2 separate regions of the Oryctolagus cuniculus genome follow, and region 1 is linked to region 2. The links are chromatin contacts, called in public Hi-C maps. All regions are on one chromosome and are shown on one strand. Each heading gives the region's core, a stretch centred on a gene start, on an enhancer-like site or on the middle of the called end of the contact. The rest is flanking DNA. Distances are from core to core; before and after follow the strand shown. Region 1 holds the start of POC1B (POC1 centriolar protein B). Region 2 has its middle 360 kb from the start of DUSP6.

Region 1 (5,011 bases), core at 580-3,079, 540 kb before region 2:
TAAGATTCTAGTACTATTTTTTTTTTTTTGAGTAAAATACACATAACATTGAACATTCCATTTTCACCATTTTTAAGGCTAGAATTCACCGGCGTTGAGCACATTCACAGTGCCGTGCAACCATCACCACTATTTTCAGAACTTCATCCCCAGCAGAAACTCTGCACCCCTCATCAGTCAGTAACTCCCCATTCTCCCTTAGCCGCAGCTCCTTTCTGTCTCTGTACATCCACCCATTCTAGGTACTTTAAAGAAGTAAAGTCATCAACCATAATGTATTCCCTTGGCATAATGTCTTCAAGGGTCATCTATGTTGCAGCATGCATCAGAATTTCATTATTTTAGTGGCTGAATAATATCTCATTGAATGTAGTTATCATATTTTATCTATTCCTTTGTTGAATACTTGGGCTGTTTTCACTTTGGGGCTGTTACTAATGTAATACAAACATCTGAGTCCTTGCTTTCAGTATTTGTGGGCTATACCTAGCTGTAGACTTGCTGGAGCCACAGTGCACCATTTTACATTCCTACCAGCATCCAGTATTATGCTTAAGCATGCCAGGATTGTGTGTGTGTGTTTAATCAAACTTAGACTGGGAATAAGGAGCAAAACTTGGAGTCTTGCCAGAGTTTGTTGACAAATTGCTGGCATCAACACTGTTAAATATATCACCCCCTGGACTACAGCAATGTTTCTCAATGTACACAGCTGAGACTCCCATAGCAATCGTGTACGGAGCTTGTTAATCCGTAGAACCGTGGATCCCACCCTATTTACGAGCATGTTGCTTCAGCATCTCTGCGAATTGAGCCGCTAAATCAACATTACACATGCTAAAATATTAGCCATATCAATCTAGATGGTTGAGTCCTTGAAGGCAGGAAAAACATTTCAATCATCTTTATATCCCTCAGGGCCAAACATACAGGAGAAATTCAACAATCATATACTTGAATTAAAGTAACACTGCAATCTAAAGCTATTTCTTACCCGTTAAATTGTTATCTGCAGAACTTATTAAAGCTAAATGCAATCTCTAGACAACTAGAGAACCTGTAATTAAGGTGGTAGTATACCTCTCATTTACATAGAACGTGTATCTTACCAGCTGTGGCCTATCCCATTTTACATTGCCAAGAAACTTTATTGTGTATGTAATTTCAGGATTAAAAAAAAAAAAAACAAGATATTTTTAGAATTGAAAAAGCGGTCTCTGCATGACTTCTAAGATCAGGATCTAAGAATCAAGTTTATCATTTGGGAACATTATAACTCTTCCAACTTCTACAGTGTTACTGAACCAGAAATGATACTATGTGCATTGAAACCCTGTTGTATAAATAGTTACAGTTACCATTTGAGCTAATACGTTAAAACATGTTTCCAAGTCTTCCTAAAGATTTTAAATGCGCTGCTGGTAAATGCATTCCTGGAAAGCATACGCAAAGAAGCAGATAAAGAAACATACAGCCCAAAAGGTTAAGGAGATGCGGTTTATTCGTCCATTCATCTCCAGTGTGCAGCATTATTATCATGCGGGGCACTGTTTGGTAAAGAGATTAAACAAATTCAAATCTGTCCTCCAGGATTTTAGTTCCTTTGAATGTATTGAGAAGTAGCCAGCTGTTCCTCTTCACATCAAAACTCCACCGCCCTACGCCACGCCCCCTCTCCCGTGATAAATTACCGGGGACAAACTTGAAACCAACGAGCGCTGGCTCTTTAACATGTAATAGAACTCCGATTGCATCGATCACAGGCCTACAATGCCCTCGCTCCCCACTTCCTTCTCTTTCCAGGCGTCAAACCGAAAGGGAACGCCAGCATTAGTAAACAGTGGCTTAGGTGTACCGTCGCACTTGGCCCCGGAGCGTCCCGCGCAGTCGCTGGCAGCGACCCCTCCGCCCCCGACCCCCGCTCCGGCCTCGGAGTCTCGAGGCTCGGCTGGCCATGCCTGGAGCGCGGGGTTTGACTGGGCCGCCGTTGTTGTAGTGACCGGGAGGTGCTGCCGCTCCGAGCAGACGGTTCCGGGCGCCTCGCGGTTCCCCTTTTCACCCTCTCCCCTTCCCTCCTCCCTCCCGCCCCCGTTTCCCCCCGCCCGCAGGAGCCCGGCGCCCACCGTTCCCCCATGGCCTCCTCCCCGGTAAGGACGGGCTGTGGGGGGCCCTGGCCGGGGCTGGTCCCGCGGGTTGGGGGGCCGGGGCAGGGTCGCGGCGGCACCTGGAGGAGATGGAAGCAGGTGTCGGCAGCGGGGTCCTGAGGTGCTGCCCCCCGCCCCTGGCCTGGGGGGCGTCCGCCTCTCCCACTGTGAACCGGGCGGCCGGAGCGCCAAGCCCGTGTCGGGCTCCGCGACGCTCCTCTGCGCGTCCCAGAACTCGAGAAGGAGCGTAAGCGACCCCATGACCCCCAGAATTCTCTGAGGGGCTCCGTGGAGCGCCTGCGTCAGAATCACCTGGGACTTTTTTTTTTTTTTTTTTTTTTTTTTTTTTTTTTTAAGAAAAGTGCAAAAGCCCGGGCGCCTCCTTGCACCTGCGGACTGGAGCCGCGGCGCCTGGGAACGTGCATTTCAGATGAGCCCAACCCCACCTCAGGTCGTCCCTTAGAGGCGCCTGCTTCTGGGAAGCGGGATTGCACGATTTTCCCGGCGCTGCGGGACGAGCTGGCGCCCGGCGTCTCCCCGCGGGGCGCTGCTGCCGCCCCGCAACCCCAAGCCCGCGATGGGGGCAGGTTCCTGGCGTTGCGGCTGTGTGGACCGTCGACCCCCAGCCGCTGCACGCGGGGTCCACATCTGGTTTGAACCGTCGACAACTTTCCTTCGCAGGAGGACCCCGTTCTGGAGCGTTACTTTAAAGGCCACAAAGCGGCGATCACCTCCGTGGGCTTCAGCCCTAACGGCAAACAACTTGGTAGGTGTCACTGTTTTTATCTTGTGTAAGGAGACAGAAGCTCAGGTGGCCGGAGACCTTTCCTCCTGTCCCGGGCTCCCACGAGAGCCTCGGAGGTCCTCATCGGGGTGGGGGGTGGAGGGCGGCGGTGCCCGGCCGGGCCACCCGGCCCCCGGCCCCCGGCCCCGGCCCCGACCCAGACCCAGAGCCGCCCACCGGCGCGGGCTTGGCGGGCGCCTTTCGCCAAGTAACCGCCAGGAGGAGTGAGTAGGAAGGGGAGGGGTTTGTCCTCGGCCCGCGGAGGGTGGGGTGTTGGCTGGAGAGTTTGTGAAAAGTTCTGCGAAGAGCAGCAGGAAGTGGGCAGAGCGCGTCCGAGGGGGATCTCAGGTGCCCTCCGGGGAGCCCGAGGGGCTGTGAGGAGCTGCCGAAGAGCCGAGCGCCTGCCTGAAGGCAGGGACCTGCCGGGAAGTTCACCTTCCAGGCTGCCCCTGCGAGGTGGCGAGGTGGCGGCCGCTGAGCCCCAGCCATGAGGATCCGGATGGCCGTGCGGTGGACCTGGGCAGGCAAGAGCTGCCTGCTGCTGGCGCTCTTAACGGCGGCCTATATCCTCGTGGAGCTCTCGGTCTCGGCTTTCCAGTCGTCCCCCAGTGCCGGCCATGCCAGGGAGGGGCGGACGTCCAGGCGATTCGCAGATCTGGAGAGAAACGCCGAGGATTTGTCGCGCCCGCTGTATGAGAAGCCCCCGGCAGATTCCCAAGCCCTCGGGGAGTGGGGGAAAGCCAGCAAGCTGCAGCTCAGCGAGGGGGAACTGAAGCAGCAAGAAGAGCTCATTGAGAGATATGCCATCAATATTTACCTCAGTGACAGGATTTCTCTGCACCGCCACATAGAGGATAAAAGAATGTATGAGTGTAAGTCCAAGACGTTCAACTACAGGAGACTGCCCACCACCTCTGTCATCATCGCCTTCTATAACGAAGCCTGGTCCACCTTGCTCCGCACCATCCACAGTGTTCTCGAAACTTCTCCCGCAGTCCTGCTCAAGGAGATCATCCTGGTCGATGACTTGAGTGACAGAGCTTATTTGAAGACCCAACTTGAAACTTACATCAGCAATCTTGATAGGGTCCGCCTGATTAGGACCAAAAAACGGGAGGGACTGGTGAGGGCCCGCCTCATCGGGGCCACTTTTGCCACTGGGGATGTCCTCACTTTCCTGGATTGCCACTGTGAGTGTAATTCTGGTTGGCTGGAGCCGCTTCTGGAGAGGATCGAGAGAGATGAAACAGCCGTTGTTTGTCCTGTGATAGACACCATCGATTGGAATACCTTTGAATTCTATATGCAGACTGGGGAGCCCATGATTGGTGGGTTTGACTGGCGTTTAACGTTTCAGTGGCATTCTGTCCCCAAACATGAAAGGGACAGGCGGAAATCCAGAATTGACCCCATCAGATCTCCAACCATGGCTGGAGGGCTGTTTGCTGTGAGCAAAAAATATTTTCAGTACCTTGGAACATATGACACTGGGATGGAAGTGTGGGGTGGTGAAAACCTGGAACTGTCTTTCAGGGTATGGCAGTGTGGGGGTAAACTGGAGATCCACCCGTGTTCTCACGTGGGCCATGTGTTCCCCAAGCGGGCCCCTTACGCGCGCCCCAACTTCCTGCAGAATACTGCTCGTGCAGCTGAAGTGTGGATGGACGACTACAAAGAGCATTTCTACAACCGAAACCCTCCGGCAAGAAAAGAAGATTACGGTGATATTTCTGAGAGAAAACTGCTGCGAGAGCGGCTGAAATGCAAGAGCTTCGACTGGTATTTGAAAAACGTGTTTTCTAGTTTACACGTCCCAGAGGATAGGCCAGGCTGGCATGGTGCTATCCGCAGTAAGGGGATCTCTTCTGAATGCTTAGATTACAATTCTCCGGATAACAACCCCACGGGTGCTAACCTTTCGCTGTTCGGGTGCCATGGCCAAGGAGGGAATCAATTCTTTGAGTATACTTCAAACAAAGAAATACGGTTTAATTCTGTGACGGAGTTGTGTGCTGAGGTCCCTGAGAAAAAAAATCATGTAGGAATGCAGAATTGTCCTAAGGATGGATTCCCTATTCCAGCA
Region 2 (5,015 bases), core at 274-2,773:
TGAAGGAAACAATGAACAAAGTGAAGAGTCAGCCAATAGAATGTGAGAAAGTATTGGCAAAGTGTGCATCTGGTAAAGGATTAATATCCAGAGTATATAAGGAGCACAAGAAACTCAACAACAACAAAACCAACAACCCAGTTTGGAAATGGGCAAAGGAAATGAATAGATTTTTTTCTGAAGAAATTTAAATTGCTGACAGATAGGAACATGCTCAGGACCACTAGCCATCAGAGAAACAAAAATAAAAACCAAAATGAGGGATCATCTCACTCGAGTTAAAATGAATATTGTCCAAGATTCAAAAAACAATAAATGCTAGCAAGGTTGTGAAGAATGCAATATTGGTACGAATGTCAATTAATGCAACCATATGGAAACCAGTATAGAGATTCCCCAAAAAACTAAAAAGGAATCTACCATATGACTCAATTATTCCACTTCTGGGAATATATCCAAAGGAAATGAAGTCACTATTTGAAAAATGGAATAATATTCAGCCATAAAAAAAACTAAATTCTGACATTTGCATCAAAATAGATGGAAATGGAGATCTTTGTCCTCAGTGAAATAAACCAGAGAAAGACAAATATCACATGTTTTCTCTTTATATATGAAAGTTAATATAGAAAGCATAAAAGATGTCATATTGTTTCATATGTAGATGGTTAAAAATAATGTCCTCACCAAATTGTATCATCTACATGACAATATCCCCTTTCCACACTCTGATCATTGTCCTGAATTCCACATTTTGTAATATCCCCCATTTTTTGTTTTCATGAAAAACAGTACTTGTGTATGTATTTAATATCAACATCTGAAGTGGCAAAATGTTTTTCAAATGTTAAATATTCATAATAAAAACAAGAAGGAAGAAAAATATCTTGGGGTCATTTCAACTGAACTTGGAAGAGAAAGAAGGGTGGGAGTGCTGAGGGTTGGGCAGGTGGGGAGGGAAGAATCACTAAATTCCTAAATTTTTATTTATGAAAGCATGAACTTTGTCTACCTTAAATATATGGTTAAAAGGTAAAAAAAAAAAAAAATAAAAATAAAAGACTGAAACAAAGCAATTGTAATATGTTAATGAAAACATGTTCAATTAAGAGTCAGCTAGGAGTTGGAGGACCAACAAGGCCAGCAAAATCAATTAAAGAGTAAGTGGCCATTGGGGCAAACATCTAGCCATTAAGTTCTCCATGAACTCTAACCCAGATGCTGCTAACAGGTGATTTAACCTGCTTAGGGCCCTTTCAATGACCAAGAACATGTAGCTTAGACAGGTTGCGTTACTTGCAATCAATAATTTTAGAGTCCCAATAATCAGTTTTGTCCCCCTGAACCCAGCTTAAGTAAGCAGAGGGAGCTGGAGTGGAAAGGCCCCTTTAGCTGCTCACATTTCCTCCCAGATGGCTGCTCGCCCCTCCCTCGCATATTTGCACAGCCCCTCGGTCTGCACACACCACCTGCTCTCAAAGACCACGTGCAGCCATTTCATCTCAAGAGTTAAGATGTCATCAATCACCTGGGGCTGACAGACACCGACAGCGTCTACACCCAGCCCGAGATTCCAGTGCAGCTGAGCACCCGGGACATTCCCAGGTCACCAACGGTGAGGGCACAGAGCAGGCCGGCCCTGGAGAGGAGCCGCCTAGCAGTCCTGCTTTTGATCTGTGGCTGCCTGCCTCATCTGCTTACATTCTTGTTTTAATTCGATGAGGCAGGCGGTTGAAAAGCATGCCATTTCAGGAAGATATAAAAAGGCCTGGGGCAAATAAGCATCAACAGGGCTTCTGCCTTCAGCCTTTCTTGAAATGTCTCACATGGTGTCCTGGTATCACGACAAAGCAGGACAGCACGCTTGGGGGACCGTATCAGTCAGCCGCGACATTCTCTGAGAAGGTTACAGCAACTCTCGTATTTTTAGAACAGGCTGACTAATAAACACGGAAGAGATAAGGCAACGTGATAATGAGCCCACAGATTTTCAAATCATCAAAGGAATTTTTTAAAACTGTAAGCCAAATATCTACCTTCAATTAAAAGATACTGAGGGAATACGAAAGCAAGAAAAATCTATTTTGCCCTAGAATGGGTCTCCAGAGATGTCAGGCCAATTTTTTTCCTTAATCTGAGCATTGATTAATGACTTGGGAAAAGGGGCTGTGTAGGGAGTTAGAGACACATAACTTTATTTCCCGCTGGGAGTGGAAAGTGCCAGAAGACAGAAAGCCTCCTGAGTAATTAGAATTGGAAGATTAGGAGGAGAGAAAATGAACTTAATTTAAGGACTCTTAGAGGAGAGATGGGGTCCCGTAAAGTGACGCCCTCAGAGAGGGGAGAATGATAACCAGCTGTTGTCACCGAGGGCGGCCTGTGTGCCAGGAATTCCTGAGTCCATGCTAACCTGCGGCGCAGGCACTACACCCATTCCATCAATTCTAAAGCACGCTTACACCCCCCCACACAGACCCTGGACATGACATTTTAACACAGCACTGATGTCACTTTACAGTCACCGTGGGCTGACGGGCAGACATGACGCGGCTCTGCCAGTGTCTAGAATGTGTGCACTGATATTTCTGTCAATCCGTTCACTCGTGCACATCAGCGGCACCGCGTGGTCCGAGTCTCCCTGTGCTTCCAGAACCTTTCACACCCTGATCCACACTACTGCCGACTGTACAAGCATAAAACCGAGCAGAGAGGCAGGTGTAAAATTGCTATTCATAAAGCCAATATTCATCCTAGAGGGGAAGAAAAAGCCCATCTTTTCTACCAAAGCAACAACCAAATGCGTTATGGGGCTCTGAGAAATTAAGCTATCAACAAATATATGCTGTTATATTTCATTTTCATTGCTGAGAGTTTTGTAAGCTAATTGCCCACTTTGTGACAAGCCATGCAAGTAAGGGCAAAGATCACTGAAACCCCAGGAATAGACTGATGGCATTTCCAACTCAGAGAGCCAGATCCTACTGACGTGTATATGACCGGCAGTGTTGTTTTGTCTCTTCTTACTGGTCCATGAATAATTGTGCATCTCTTGATGACAGATTCAATTAATGAGGATATGGCCACATCTTCTGAAGAGGAGACAAGGGCTTTTCTTTTAGAAAAAGACTTTTCTTTTCTTTTGGATTACTTTTTTCATAGTCCACAGAAAGTGAGATTTTAGAAATATCAGTTAGGGACCGGCTCTGTGGTGTAGTAGGTTAAGTCCCTGCCTGCAGTGCCAGTTCCCATATGGGCGCCAGGTTGAGTCCTGGCCACTCCACTTCTGATCCAGCTCCCTGCTGATGGCCTGAGAAAGCAGTGGAAGGTGACCCAAGTGCTTGGGCACCTGCAACTGTGTGGAAGACCTGGAAGAGGCTCCTGGCTCCTGGCTTTGGATCGGCCCAGCTCAGCCGTTGCAAGCATTTGGGGGAGTGAACCAGTGGATGGAAAACCTTTCCCTCCCTCCCTCTCTCTCTCTCTCTCTCTCTCTCTCTCTCTCTCTCTAATTCTGCCTCTCAAATAAATAAGTAGATCTTTAAAAAAAAAAAAAGGATTATCATTTAAAATTAAGTCAATCTCATTCTAGAATGTATGGCCTTGGCTGGCCATTGTGATAAACATTCCAAAAACAGGAAAAGAATATTGGCATAATCCTTTAAAGAATTAAGTCTGATTGTAGCACTGCTCATTCCAATAGTTTCATCTCTCCAGAGTAAAATGGAATTCCTTCCAAGGATCGAGCAACCCTTAAGGATCTGTAGCCCCCCACTCGCCCACCCCCCTCTATCATCTGCTACTTCCCCTCCACTCCTGTCCTAGTTCCACTGACTCCTTGCCTTTCCCTTACCGTGGTTGTAAACTTGCTTCCACTTCAAATAGGCTGCTACCTCAGGACCTTTTCACCTCCTCTCCTCACTTCCTAGGAGCACTGGCCTACCAATCTCCACCTTCCCTCCTTCATTGTCACCGTATCAGAGAGGTCATCCCTGACCATGCTATGTAAAACAGCAGCCCTCTGCTCCATCACCTGCCTCTAGCTCCTTTAACATATTCTATTTTCTCCACAGCATCACTATATGAAATATTATGATCACTTTGGTCATTTACTTGTTGCTTGCAACAACGCAAGTAAGCTTCAGAGGGCAGAAGCTTCATTTTATGTATTTCTGGAGCTGTATAGACCATGGGCACTCATTAAGTGAGTAAAATCCAGACAGAATCTTCCTCTGACAATGTCAGTCCACTATGTTTTCCTTCTGTGTTATTGCCTATTCAGAAAATGACATAACTTGGCATCTGTGGTTATTATTATTCATAAATCAGAAATTCTGTTCTCTACTCCATTTGGAAGATCAGCAAGGGGTGGCGCTGTACAGTAAGCGCTTCCGGTACATTCCAGATCCACATGCCTAGATCTTAACGGTGGCCCCACTGCCTACCTATGTGAGCCCTGGATGTCATTCAGCTCCTCCCATCTTTGTCTTTCTCATCTGGAAGGTGACATTGGGAAGGTAAAAGTCAATGGTTTACTTTTGAGAATTCTTAGAAAGACTAACTTAAATCACATAGCACCTGACGCATACTAAGTAATTGATAAAATATTTATTATTATTAGCAAATAATTTTGAATTAACCTCATAGGAACCCTTAAGAACAAGATGGTTCTCAACCAGGGGAAATGTTTCCTCCAAGGAGGATATTTGGCAATGCTGGAAACACTCCTGGTTGTGGTTATCGCAGCTAGGGAGAGCTATGAGGTGCTGATGGCATCTGGTAAGTAAGAAGCTAGGGACACTGCTCAGCATCCTACAGTGCGGAGGATTTCACACCCACAGCAGGGAATTATCCAGCCCAAAACATCAATAATGGCACTGATGAGAAACCTCGATAGACAACATTTGTTTCAACATGCTGCAGACTCTAATATTCCAGCAGAAGAGATTTAAAGAGGAAATGTTTAAACCACTACCTCTCTCTCTGCCATGCCTATAAAACCAGCTTAGGGGTGGGCAAGG

Evidence for each region. A called contact is a pair of places that touch in the nucleus more often than the background predicts.
Region 1: a Hi-C map of embryonic fibroblasts shows a contact between it and region 2, with 4 times the contacts expected there. The contact joins the promoter of POC1B here to the enhancer-like site in region 2. A contact is called at or near these places in 4 of 6 Hi-C or Micro-C datasets (embryonic fibroblasts, psoas muscle, skin fibroblasts and 1 more).

Annotation. Positions count from the first base shown.
Region 1 is chr11:92,177,478-92,182,488 of mOryCun1.1, reverse strand. It overlaps POC1B (POC1 centriolar protein B), which reads left to right and starts at 1,829. Exons shown (of 12, transcript XM_017342011.3): 1 at 1,829-2,147; 2 at 2,826-2,910. The coding sequence starts at 2,133. GALNT4 (polypeptide N-acetylgalactosaminyltransferase 4) reads left to right here and starts at 3,191. Exons shown (of 1, transcript XM_008256873.4): 1 at 3,191-5,011. The coding sequence starts at 3,416.
Region 2 is chr11:91,640,144-91,645,158 of mOryCun1.1, reverse strand. No RefSeq gene overlaps it. Among named protein-coding and RNA genes, the nearest start is that of DUSP6, 360 kb to the left of the region's middle. Within about 2 kb of position 1,523, at least 1 of the 8 cell types and tissues checked has an H3K27ac peak or open chromatin away from gene starts, as enhancers often do.